2 separate regions of the Zea mays genome follow, and region 2 is linked to region 1. A link is a contact called in public Hi-C data. All regions are on one chromosome and are shown on one strand. Each heading gives the region's core, a stretch centred on a gene start, on an enhancer-like site or on the middle of the called end of the contact. The rest is flanking DNA. Distances are from core to core; before and after follow the strand shown. Region 1 holds the start of LOC541900 (tonoplast intrinsic protein 5). Region 2 holds the start of LOC109943013 (ethylene-responsive transcription factor ERF039).

What was found. A called contact is a pair of places that touch in the nucleus more often than the background predicts.
Region 2: a contact with region 1 is called in a Hi-C map of leaf, with 4 times the contacts expected there. The contact joins the promoter of LOC109943013 here to the promoter of LOC541900 in region 1. A contact is called at or near these places in 4 of 25 Hi-C or Micro-C datasets (leaf and tassel).

Annotation. Positions count from the first base shown.
Region 1 is chr10:141,831,447-141,837,609 of Zm-B73-REFERENCE-NAM-5.0, forward strand. It overlaps LOC541900 (tonoplast intrinsic protein 5), which reads left to right and starts at 3,771. Exons shown (of 3, transcript NM_001111566.1): 1 at 3,771-3,949; 2 at 4,082-4,335; 3 at 4,442-5,007. The coding sequence starts at 3,820. The coding sequence ends at 4,840. LOC541687 (porin 2) reads left to right here and starts at 2,244. Exons shown (of 3, transcript NM_001371614.1): 1 at 2,244-2,455; 2 at 2,578-2,828; 3 at 2,984-3,574. The coding sequence starts at 2,329. The coding sequence ends at 3,352. LOC100501576 (Polyketide cyclase/dehydrase and lipid transport superfamily protein) reads left to right here. Exons shown (of 6, transcript NM_001196267.1): 6 at 112-883. The coding sequence ends at 548.
Region 2 is chr10:141,968,251-141,974,615 of Zm-B73-REFERENCE-NAM-5.0, forward strand. It overlaps LOC109943013 (ethylene-responsive transcription factor ERF039), which reads right to left and starts at 2,357. Exons shown (of 1, transcript XM_020545735.3): 1 at 1,349-2,357. The coding sequence starts at 2,236. The coding sequence ends at 1,622.

The DNA.
Region 1 (6,163 bases), core at 2,521-5,020:
TTTGGTGTCTTGAGCTGTGTTTGTCCTGAACATGAAAGGTTTCCAGTCAGGCACGAGCAGAAATGCTTAGACCTTAACGCTACAATCATATTCTTTGTTTGTGAAATGCAGTTCAATCGCCTAAACATGTGGGTCAGCAATCTGCGTGCGAAGTAACTTTGGTTCACTATGAGGACATGGGCATACCAAAAGATGTAGCCAGGGTTGCTGTTCGCCACGGCATGTGGGGTGCTGTGAAGAAACTTCAGTCTGGGTTCAGAGCGTACCAGCAAATGAGAGACACAGAAAATACCCTGTCACACAGCGCCATTATGGCTCGAATGACCACCAGGGTATCCATCACGGCTTCGAATGGTGGCTTAGACCATGACCTCTCCATCGCCGATAAAATCAGTGGCGAGAATGACAGCTCCCATGCAGTTCAGCATGGTTTTGACTGGAAGTGGGTGGTTTTTGGTGGTGCGGTGGCTGCGGTTTGTGTGCTCAACACCGGACTGGTAGGCAAGGTCCTGTTGCTTGGAGCAGCGAGACGGCAGGCAAAGAAGTGATGTGAGGAGCAACCTTCCAGCCTCTGCAGAAAGGCATTCGTCAGGCTGTAGCTACAACCGTACAGGCAAAAAGTATTGAGGAAATAGGTGGGGTTCGACAGATATAATTGCAATGTGTAATTTTGGATTGTGCACTTGTGCAGTAGATGTAGCATGCTTGCTACCATAACAGATTCCGCTGTATCAGGAATCGCTGGCTAATACTCCGTATATCTGAAGATCTAAGAGGTCACTGCATGTTTGCAGCTTTCTATGTTCGATATACGTATAACGGCACTGCATGTTATAAGAGAAATCCATTCTCTGACACTGAACAGCCTTTTAACATTTCTTTCTGAGGCTGTCATTAGGTCCTGGTGCCATGTCATATGAAACGGTGGCGACAGAAGGAACCGCCCCCGCTATTTTTTTGCGTAATGCTAAGTCCCTGCTACGCAGGTGACAAACATATTTCACGTAAATCGATCCATGAAGAACTTGCAAGCATTTATAATATTTCACAGGAAAAAGGCGCGTGATCAAAATTGCTTACATTATTGCAGCGTGACGAATCATCAGAAAATAGTATTTATGATAAAACCCCAGGTCGGATCAGAGAAAGTTTAGGGAATATTCCCACTGATCAGTGGCCCAAAACGTATTGTCACCCACGCAAGCGACGCATAAGTCTTTTTTAGTATTATTGAAAAGTGAGTTGTAGGAAACTCTAAACAGATATATAGACTGAACAACCATAAAGGATAGCATAAAGAAATAAGGCCCTTTAGGCGTCATCGTCGTTTGTGCAATGAAGCCACTGCTTCTCATGAGAGCACTGTCATCACCTTGCAACTGGCAGTTTTCAATTGCTGTACCAGCGCAAGATCCACATATTAATCTTGTACGCCTCACCTGCCCCAAATGGAGGATGTTCACTGGATTGCTGTCCCAATCCAACCATCTCCTTATCCGCTTTATATCACAGCTTTAACATGAATGATAAATATCGCTGAACACAAGAGGTGTTGCAATTTTAATCTAGGCGACAACTTACTCGGTCAAATTCTCAGGCCGAGGTCCGAGGAATTTCTCTTTTGTTGCAGGAGAACCAAAGTCCCATGAATGAACTATGAAGCAGCAGCTCGGTAATGGATAATGATCCACCGACTACGCTGCTTCCAGCAGCATAGTACAGCACGTACTAGCTTGTTTTTCCTCAGTTTGGTTCAAACGTCCGTATTACTATAGTCGTGTTACTATAGTTGTGTATGTGCATAATTGTTTTATTTTCATTTTTTTACCGCCTAAAAAATTTCCTGGCAAACAAAGCTCTTGTCACCCCTCCTAAAAAAATAGATCAGTAGATACACGGTAGAAATAAAGGATCAATTCACATATCACACCGCGCCGCCATTGATTTGTTTAGGCAAGAGATATCACTGTATGCTCCAAGGTCTTGTTCCTCCTCGCTGTCTCATGGCGTATCCTAACGTGCGTGTCTCGACCTGAAGAACCACAACTACACATCAATTCAGCGAGTTAGGGCGGTTGGTCGACCAGTGTCAGCCACAAAACGCGGCCAAAATTTAAATTATCAATCATGTGGTGATCATTGCGCACCGCCCATAGTATTGTAAGGCACATCCGAGGCAAGGCAGCGCATTATGACGTGTATTTAAGGAGACTAAGCTGAAGGAACTCTCGCATCAGCGGCCTGATAAGCTATAGCCATCTTCTTCTCTGAATTCCAGTCCAAGGGCCGGAATACCGTCAGAGGGAGTGGGAGAGGGGGGGAAAAAAGATGGTGAAGCTCGCATTTGGAAGCTTTCGCGACTCTTTGAGCGCCGCGTCGCTCAAGGCCTATGTGGCCGAGTTCATTGCCACGCTGCTCTTCGTGTTCGCCGGCGTCGGGTCCGCCATTGCCTACTGTGAGCTTTAATTTTCTACTGCCTCCTCTCATACCCCGTTTCGCTTTCCAGTTTCCACCCCGCGGCGACGACCATGTATTCCTGGCAGGCTTACCTCAGATTATTAAATTCGTCTCGTGCAGCGCAATTGACGAAGGGCGGCGCTCTGGACCCCGCCGGCCTGGTGGCCATCGCCATCGCCCATGCGTTCGCGCTCTTCGTCGGCGTCTCCATGGCCGCCAACATCTCCGGCGGCCACCTGAACCCCGCCGTCACCTTCGGCCTCGCCGTCGGCGGCCACATCACCATCCTCACCGGCATCCTCTACTGGGTTGCCCAGCTTCTCGGCGCTTCCGTGGCGTGCTTTCTCCTGCAGTACGTCACCCACGGACAGGTTCGGTTCGACGGCTCGACCAGTCTTGGCGCGTTACCGTAGCAGCTGTGTATTTTTTCTTTCACTGCGCACCTCCTCAGCTCAGCTCCCGGAAGAGAAGAGAGAAGGCGGATTAAGTAAAGTGGAGCTTAACGAACGAACTGTGTGCTGTGCAGGCTATCCCGACGCACGGCGTCTCCGGGATCAGCGAGATCGAGGGCGTGGTGATGGAGATCGTGATCACCTTCGCGCTGGTGTACACCGTGTACGCCACCGCGGCCGACCCGAAGAAGGGGTCCCTGGGCACCATCGCGCCCATGGCCATCGGCTTCATCGTCGGCGCCAACATCCTGGCCGCCGGCCCCTTCAGCGGCGGCTCCATGAACCCGGCCCGCTCCTTCGGCCCCGCCGTGGCGGCCGGTAACTTCGCCGGCAACTGGGTGTACTGGGTCGGCCCCCTCGTCGGCGGTGGCCTGGCGGGGCTCGTCTACGGCGACGTGTTCATCGCCTCCTACCAGCCGGTCGGCCAGCAGGAGTACCCATGAAAGTCCGGATGAGCTAGCCCGATCGATCCGTCTGTGTTGATTTCACCATCGTCGTCGTCGTGTCATCTGGCGCTTCGTGCTGTGATCATGTTTTGTCCTGTTTGCATTTCCCAACGTCTGGTTTTCATTTCCATTCACCAACGGTGCCAAGATGCCGTAAGCAAGCGAGAGAAGTGTTCGGTCTGTATCTGTATAAATGCAATGCACAGTTCGGCGTTTCCATGAACGAATTTTCACATGTGCGTGTGTATACCTAACGGGTGCGTGAACTTTGGAACGGGCACGCGCGGCAGCAACCGCTGCGAACTACCCAGGCGTCGTTTCACTCTTCGGACGCGGCCCTCTCTCCGATCCCTCGCTCTCGCTATATATAAAACTCCGGAACACACAGAGCCTACGTGCGGGATTATTCGTGCGCGCGCAGGATAGTACACTGAAAAACAACGAAGAGCGAGAGCCTCTCCGCCATGGCGTCGAACAACCTCCTCGTCGACTTGAAGCGCTGCTTCTCGGCGCCGTCGCTCCGTTCCTACCTCGCCGAGTTCATCTCCACCTTCCTCTTCGTGTTCACCGCCGTCGGCTCAGCCATCTCCGCCCGTACGTCAAGTTTCCCCGCATTCCATTTCCATCCATGAATGCGCACATGAGTTGATAGTTGATACAGAACTGTAACTACGGACGGTTTTCTGATCTCCGCGCGACTGCGTTTGTAATGTGTATGTTTGCCAGGGATGCTGGCGACGCCGGACGTTACCAGCAGCGCCTGGCCCCTGGTGGCCACCGCCGTCGCGCAGGCGTTCGGGCTCTTCGCCGCGGTGCTCATCGCCGCCGACGTCTCCGGCGGCCACGTCAACCCTGCCGTCACGTTCGCGTACGCCATCGGCGGCCGCATCGGCGTCCCGAGAGCCATCTTCTACTGGGCGTCGCAACTGCTCGGCGCCACCTTCGCATGCCTCTCCCTCAACCTCTTATCCGCCGGCGAGGCATGTGCATGTCTTCGTAACCGCTCTCGCTTCCTACCTGCAAACTACACTGTCGTTTCTCACACTGACCCATCGATGAACGTACGCTACGCACGTTGTCGCGCAGGAGGTGCCGACGACGAGGATCGCGGTGGCGATGACCGGGTTCGGTGGCGCGGTGCTGGAGGGCGTGCTCACGTTCCTGCTGGTGTACACGGTGCACGTGGTCGGGGAGCGCGAGCCTCGCTCGCGCGGCGGCGACGGCAAGCGGGAGTTCGCGGCCACGGCGCTGGGCGCGCTGGCTGTTGGGCTCACGCAGGGCGCGTTCGTGCTTGCCGCGGGCGCGCTGACGGGCGCGTCCATGAACCCGGCACGCTCGTTCGGGCCGGCCGTCGTCAGCGGCCACTTCAAGAACCAGGCCGTGTACTGGGCCGGCCCGATGGTCGGCGCGGCCGTCGCCGCGCTGGTGTACCAGATCATGGCGTGCCCGAGCGTGACAGGGAACGTGGAGGCGGTGGTCGTTTGACAAGCTAGTGTGCAACTGTGCATCCATTCGTTGTGGTTGTGAATGAGTCGATGGATCTAAATGTGTGTGTGTGTGAGAGAGACCATGATGACATTGTGTTTGTAATTAGTTTGTCCAGTGGGCTTTCAGTTCCGTCGCGTTGCTGTACTGAAATAGTTTGTTGTACGAATGATGATCCCGAGCATATATTTACCGTTGATTCCCCGGATGAGCATTATGCGCCGTCAGATAAACCCGGTCACCAAATTACTTATTTTAATTCATCAATGTTGTTCGCGACATATAATCCTCATCCAAAACTGACAAACCGCAATGCACGCCCCATCGGCTAGCGGCCATAAACTCCAGCTCCGGCACGAATGTAAAAGCGTGACACTTTCTCCCAAGAAAGACCGTTTCTCTTGGCGGTTGCTAATGGACGTTCCTGTTCGCGCTACCAACGCAACGATTTGGGGTTCTCTCTCTCATCAACATTGGACTAGCGGTACAACCCTGAAGTTGACATACACTGGAAGTATTTTTTTAGTTTCTAAAGTTTCAGAGTATTTTATGTTTTAAGGTGTTTAGTTACTTTCTAAAACTATGATTTCAAAACCATAGTATTCTAATTACTATGGTATTTTTGAAATATTGAAAACTGCACTTCAATCCAAAGTTTTCATTACATGACTAGCTTTTATTTAAATATTATGGTTTACAACACCGTATTCAAACAATGTTTCTAAGACCATGAATTTTTTAGAGTTGACCAAAACTATGATATTGTCATGGAAATTGTAAAATATATATAATATTGTCAAACCATGATTCTAAGAAATATTATTGACAACAGGCTCTACATTATTATCTATACTAATAACAATAACAAAAAGATCAATGACTCGCACGGCACGGAGTTGCTACTCAAATCATCGATAGTAATTACATCGTCAAATAAAAAAATTTACAGGTCGGCAATGGTTAAATAAATATTTTATAAATTCTTTTCGACAAGAAAAGATTATCCGACATAATTAATTGATTGATTGTCAGTTTATCAATAGGAATTGATTGTAAACAACGACTCAGAAGCAGCAGGTGAGGCGAGACGGGATGGTGGTCTACGTAGTTCATGCGAGGAGAAAGCGGCGAGGTTGGAGAGGCGGCGACACATCAGTCACCAGTAGGAATCTCGTGCGCCTGGCAAACCGGTCGGCCCCAGCCATACCATCTGGCGTGTTCGGCTGGCTACAAGCCGACACTGTTGCAGCTGTTTGGACTGCTGCAGCTGCAATCCATAGAGAGAAAAATACTGTAAAAGCCGCAGCCGCAGCCGGATTGCAG
Region 2 (6,365 bases), core at 1,107-3,606, 140 kb after region 1:
CACGCGAGCAGATCAAGAACGAGAACAGATCAAGGCGTCAACACTCACGCGAGTAGTAAGAACCGTGCTAGCTGAAAATAATTAATACTCTATTCGTTTCTTTTTATTTGTCGCTGAATAGTATAAAATTATACTATCCAGCGACAAATAAAAAGAAGCAGAGGGAGTATCTTTCCTGCCTCGCAATATATATAACAAAAAATAGGTGAGTACAGTAACCCGCCCTAAAAAACACACACACACCTCCTGTGTGAATTTGGACAATGAAGGTCCAGGCCAGGCCTTGTGCGGTCGTGCCGGTGTGCGTAACGTGTCGAGCACTCCAAGGCACCCACCAGATGCGATCAGGCTATCCGCAACTGTTACCCCTAAATTTCCCCCTATATCACTTTTCTTCCTTATATTTCCTTCTATTTTTTCATCTCTTGTAGCGGTTCCCCCTAAATACTCCCCTATACCCCACTACAAATATAAAATATCATTTTCTATATTAACTATCAATTTTTTATCTACTAACAATTACTCGTGTACCCGCAGCATAGTGTTTAGGGTGATGAACAGTGACACGCTAGATCTGGAGGAAAGAGAAGGGAACCGACGCGTAGGATGCGCTGTAAAGGGCACCGCTGCGGCGGTAGAGTGACCCCTACAGCCGGCATGCAAGGGGAGGAGGAAGGCTAGCGCTTACCGCTGCGCACAGCCTCAGCGGGGCGGGGCGTTGTGGTCGTCCGGGTCCGGCGACCGTGTCCCTGCGAGCGTGATTACTTATTTGACGGGGCCTGTCTCAAATCTTAACCCGGAAGCTGGATGCCGCATTTTTTTTTCGCGGCGGCCGTCGCTTTCGCGCTCCTGTCCTCCACGCGGGCACACGTCACCGTTCGTACTAGGAGACGCTGTTCGCAGTAGCATACTAGCATTAAACAAGGGCCAATTATTTATTAGTGCACTGTTTGTTAACTTGCGCCTGAGCGGATCGGGGGGATTCCTGCCGTGGCTCGGAAGGCGGGAGACTTTTCCTTCGTCCTCCTCAGACGAGGAAGGAGACGATCATAGCAGCAGCAGGCAGGAGTACGATCCAATCCCCTGTCTAATGTCTTATCTAAAACTTCACTTTGCGAGTAGATCTTCCTATCAATCCCCTATACCAATATCAATCTCCCACCGCATCCCTTATTTTAAAACTTCACCTTATACGTCCCTATTTTAAGCGAACAGTCTAATTGAAGTTTTGATCAGTGATCGCAAAGTCGACAGCCGGATGCGTAAATAACTAAATACCACCGCCCGTTTGGCCCAAACCTTTGTCTGGTCAGCTTTTTTTTTACCACTAGAATAAACAATACACCCAGAAGTGACGGAACACAAGATGCTTCTTAATTATACATATTCTTGTCCCCCAAATCAAGCAAGTGGAGGAGGAGAGAGAAACAAAAGAAAGTCACTTTATACAAGCGCGGCGCCTAAATCTGGCAAAGGAAAACCCGGAGAAGAAAAAGCAGAGCAACCTCGATGTTTTTAATAGGAAGAAGAAGAAGAAGAGAGAGAGAGAGAGAGGAGCGGAAGCAGCGGCATTTTTACATGTGTCCGAACGGTCCAACACTGGGCAGTGGCATTGGCCAGTTCAGTACTCCCACAGCAGCGGCTCCTCGATGAGCCGGAACGCGCCTCCGCCGACCACGTCGTCGTCGACGGCCCACGACGGCGGCGGCCCGCAGCATCTCAGGTCCGCCAGGAGCAGGTCCGGGAGGTCGAACAGCGCGTCGTCCGGGCTGGGCTCGGCGTCGTCCTGCGGGGCGCCGTCGGAGGCGGAGCCGCCGCTCTCGGCATTGGGCAGGGGGAAGTCGGCGGCCGCGGCGAGCGCCGCCGCGGCCTGCACGTCCCTGGGCGCGGCGGTGGCCGGGCGCGGGAGCAGGCGCGCGAGGCCCGGGAAGTTGAGGTGCGCGTCGCGGGCGCCCTTGATGGCCAGCGCGGCCACGTCGTGCGCGCGCGCGGCCATCTCCGCGGTGGCGAAGGTGCCCAGCCAGATGCGGGACTTCTTGCGTGGCTCCCTGATCTCCGACACCCACTTGCCCCAGCTCCGCATGCGCACGCCGCGGTACGTCGGGTGCCGCCCGCCGTCCCTGCGCGCCCGCTTCTTTGGGGACGACGACGAGGAAGAGGAGGAGGAGGAGGACGAAGACGGGGACGGGGACGGGGAGGTTGGGGTGGCCGGCTCCTGCGCGTCGTCCGTGTCCATGGCAGCTTTTGACTGCCTGCGGAGCGGCGGTGGTGGAGCTGTAAGCTGTTGTTGGGCCGGAGGGGACTGGGGCTGCAGAGGAGCCGGCCGCGGGGAGTGGAGACCTGGAGAGTGGAGACTTGGAGACGGGGAGATCGGAGCGGGGTCTGGTTTTTATGGTACGCGGTACGCCGCGGAGGCTGTGGGCACGTGGCGCAAAAGTGGAAACATAGGACGTCGCCCACCAAGCCTATTTGGAGCTGTAGCTTCGCTTTGAGAAACCATGTGTATATATACTTTAATATTTTGTTCGAGAATCTATACGTAGAGACGTATAAACGTGCTTTATTAAAAATGACCAATGCCTATGACTAGCGGACAGTGTATATGGTCGTGTACAATACTGTTTTGCTGTAATGTTTACAGCCTTACAGGTCTAAATGTTAAAAACGTAGCTAGTGATTAAGATTACACAATACACTGTGCCAAGTTCGCGATGGGTGTCTAATCCGTGAGTAAACTTGCAAGGCCTCAAGGTTGCTATCACCAGCCCGTGATCCACTCGTTGCCTTGTTGCACTATCAGCGAAGCTTTCGCCTTCGTGAGTGACGAATACACCGGCACACCCGTCGTCGCCGCCTCCGGGCCGGGCCGAAAGCCCGAAACCAAACGCGGGCCGGCAACTTCGATGTTCCTGGGCCTTCAGAAAACTGCAGTGCAACTGATGGTAGGTTGTGCAGCTGGAGCAATGAGAGCAACTCTCCCGCTGCAGTGCAACACACGGTCGCCTGACTCACTGCCGCAGGACTCCGGCGACCTTGACCATTGTCGGTGGTCACTGCTCAAACATTAATCGAGGCTGCAGTGATTTCACTGATTTGAATTGAGCACGGTAGGGTGTAGAGGCCACACACGTACACCGCTTCGTTGGCGATCGATCAGTGAGGACATGACGATCGATTCCGGTGGCACAGACGTACGGGCTTGGAAAGCCACTGCACACGAACCTACCTAGCCGCCGAATGGCGTCCCTCAGAGAACGGAAGTACTCGGTCTGCTACTGGCGAACTTGATGCATGCACCTACGGAGAGGCGCTGTGGCCGTACCATAAGATTGCCGGGTTCACCTCACAAACTGTTAAGCGCTAGTAGGGTGGCACGGCGACTAAAGAACCACTGCAGGTACGAGTGCTAGTGACAAGAACCCAACGAAACCAAACGCGGACAGCTAGCGCGCCGGCGACCACCACTGCTCCCGTCCCCGGCCGTCCCGTGATGGCGACTGAACCCAGTGTAGCACTGTAGCCGCGTCGTACGTGCTTCAGTGATGCGTGTACCGCCACGCACAAGCAATCTCTGTTGGGGTTGGTGTTGTAGCTGCAGGCCAACGAGAGAGCTACCATGCAATAATATGCCCGCATGACGACGTACAGAGAAGGCGCCGCAGCCATGGCGGCCGCGTACGTGCGCTCTACAAGTCAGTACGTATGATGCAAAACGGCAATTCAGTAGTCAACAGACAGATGAACTCTAAACAACAGCTCTGACCGGCCTGCCCTGTAGCAAGTAGCAAAGCATATGGCTATGAGTGATGGCCCCAGGCCCCAGCTGGCTCCAGGCAAGCATTAGAAAACTTGGTCTGCCGGAGCCGGAGCTCACATGCTCACGGACGACTATTGCACAAGACGGCATTGCATTGATCATGTGTGTCATGCCGACCCGTTCATTCTTTAGTCGACGTAATGCATGCGCTCTGTACACGACTCAACTAACCTCGTAGCGAGGCTCAAAAAACTAACACGTACTAGAGTCGTAGCGAAATGGTATATATGGCTTCATTCGTCATACCACATACCTAACCGGTACGTAGGCAGGCAGGCTGCTGCCCACACATGTGCATGGCCTTATCCTGCTTACCTACCATGCAAACACTAAACCTTGTGCCACTAACTACACTTCAACATAAGAAATGACTAATCTCCAGGGATAGCTAGTTATACGTTGGCTGTGATCTTTGGCGGTTTAATTGTTTGGGAGGGCGGCTAGGGGTAGTTCTTCGCTCTAGTTTGGTTCTAGAATATTCATAGTGCGTTCCATGATTGCGTCCTCTGTAAACCAGGGTGTGCATATAATATATACTTTTAGATCGTCATTAGTTTGTGCTACTAGTTGTTTATTATACTCGCTGCATGGGGCGCTTTATTTGTTGGAACAACATGTAGACGAGAGAAAAAAAAAAGACTCTCTATTTATAGAAACATTGTCTTTTAGAGAAGTTTTTTATTTACTTGGCCTCTACTATACATCCAGCCTTTTAAAATTGGGAACTTAGCCTCTCAAATAAAGATTTGAGCACTGGAACTTGCGACACTACTCAGGTCACTAACCAGAGTATGATTATTACCATATTAGTTTATAAGCTATTAAAATAATTTATTATAACATTTTGACGAATAGAACAACATGTATGATAAACATGTATTTCCTTTATCCTCAATTAGTATAGATATCATGGTAGGTGTAGTAACAGTAATTTATTCAACGACAGGCTACACTTTGGACTGATCTGGGAAAGTCAGTGTGCATGGAGCCCGCACCGCAGTTGGAGGAGTGACATATTTCTTTTTTTGATTCTACTGAGAAGTGTGAATGGCATTGAAAAATATATAGAACGACAGGACAAATATAAAGGGCAAACCCAACAACAAGAGGTTGCTGTACGTCTACGCGCTTCTCTGACGGTCAGTGGTCAATCTGCAGTACTGACCCCGCGTTGATTCCGGCTGTGTGCGTGCCATGCCCCAGCAGCGCACAGATATATACTTATATGCTTAGCTTGTGTTACAATAAACATATACTAGTGACAAACGCGCGCCTAGCGCGCGGTGTTATATATACGAAGGTTTTTCTTTTTTTATATAAACAAAGTGTGCATATGACAAAGTTTATATAACTTTGGTATATGTTCGAAATTGTACATCATCAGAAATATAAATGTTCACTTTTTTTTAACTGTGAATAGATATAATAATTTAAAAGTAGCACAAGAGTAGGTGAACATGCATGTGGAAATGATATAGGTACATATACTGGCATAGTCACAGAGGTACACAATTAATCTGAGACATGTATGCAAGGAAACAATCTCAGCTGAAGGACCAAGATTGCATGTGAGGGTAAATCTATGCATTGTAGTTGTACAGTCTAGCAACCAAAGTTAGAGCAATGTTAATTGAAAGCGAAATAATACCTCCGCCTTTCGAGAGTCTCCAATCTATCTTTTATCGCGCACACAGAGCTGATGAAATTGCTGATTCGGCACAACCACATTGATCTGTCCCCACGAACGGAGCAACTGCTTATTTGTTCTCTTTTTTTTCCCTTCGATACACAACGAGACGTTTCTAGAGCTTGGTCCAAGCGAGAGAAAAAATGGAGTGCGTACAGGTACCTATCGTGGCATGTGGGCAGACGTCAAGTGTCCGACGCCTCCATATGCAGTCGATATCTGATCGAACGGTAAGGGATAAAAGGCATGACGTGGACATCCTAGTAGCTGACCTTTGCTCTCTCGTTTAATATATAGAAATAGAAATACCGGATCATTAATCGTTATTATATACAGTGGCAACGAGGGAAATGACAGCCGTGTCAACGAGCAGAGAGCACAGCGTAGCAGCAGCGTTTGTTGGGGAAATGCAGGATGGAAATGGGAGGAAAATGATACTGCTGAGTGATAAACTATTGCAGCTACACGTTTAGTATTAGGGATCCATGTGCAGCGAAATAAACACTGACAGTGCCGGACTCCAGCGACAGGCTTGTTAATTTGCGATCGATCAGGCGACACGAAGTCATCTGCTGGAAGAAGAAAAATAAAAGAAAAAAAGCGGGAAATGGAGCCATCATTTCAGTCTTTTCCGGCTCGCTGCAGCTTTTCGTTTGGTCCGATGAGTGTGTGCCCGGCGGACCCGGTGATAAATACAGCCGGTCCTACTCATAAAAGCTCAGCAGCTCGCCGCGCCGTGTCAATTTTTGATGAGCACGTGATATAATTAGCGATAGCTCGTGCCAGTTTCATTCGTCATGCATGCATGCATGTAGAAGCTGGAGTGTCCGTCCGAGTTCCATGAACCTTTCTTTGAGCCGA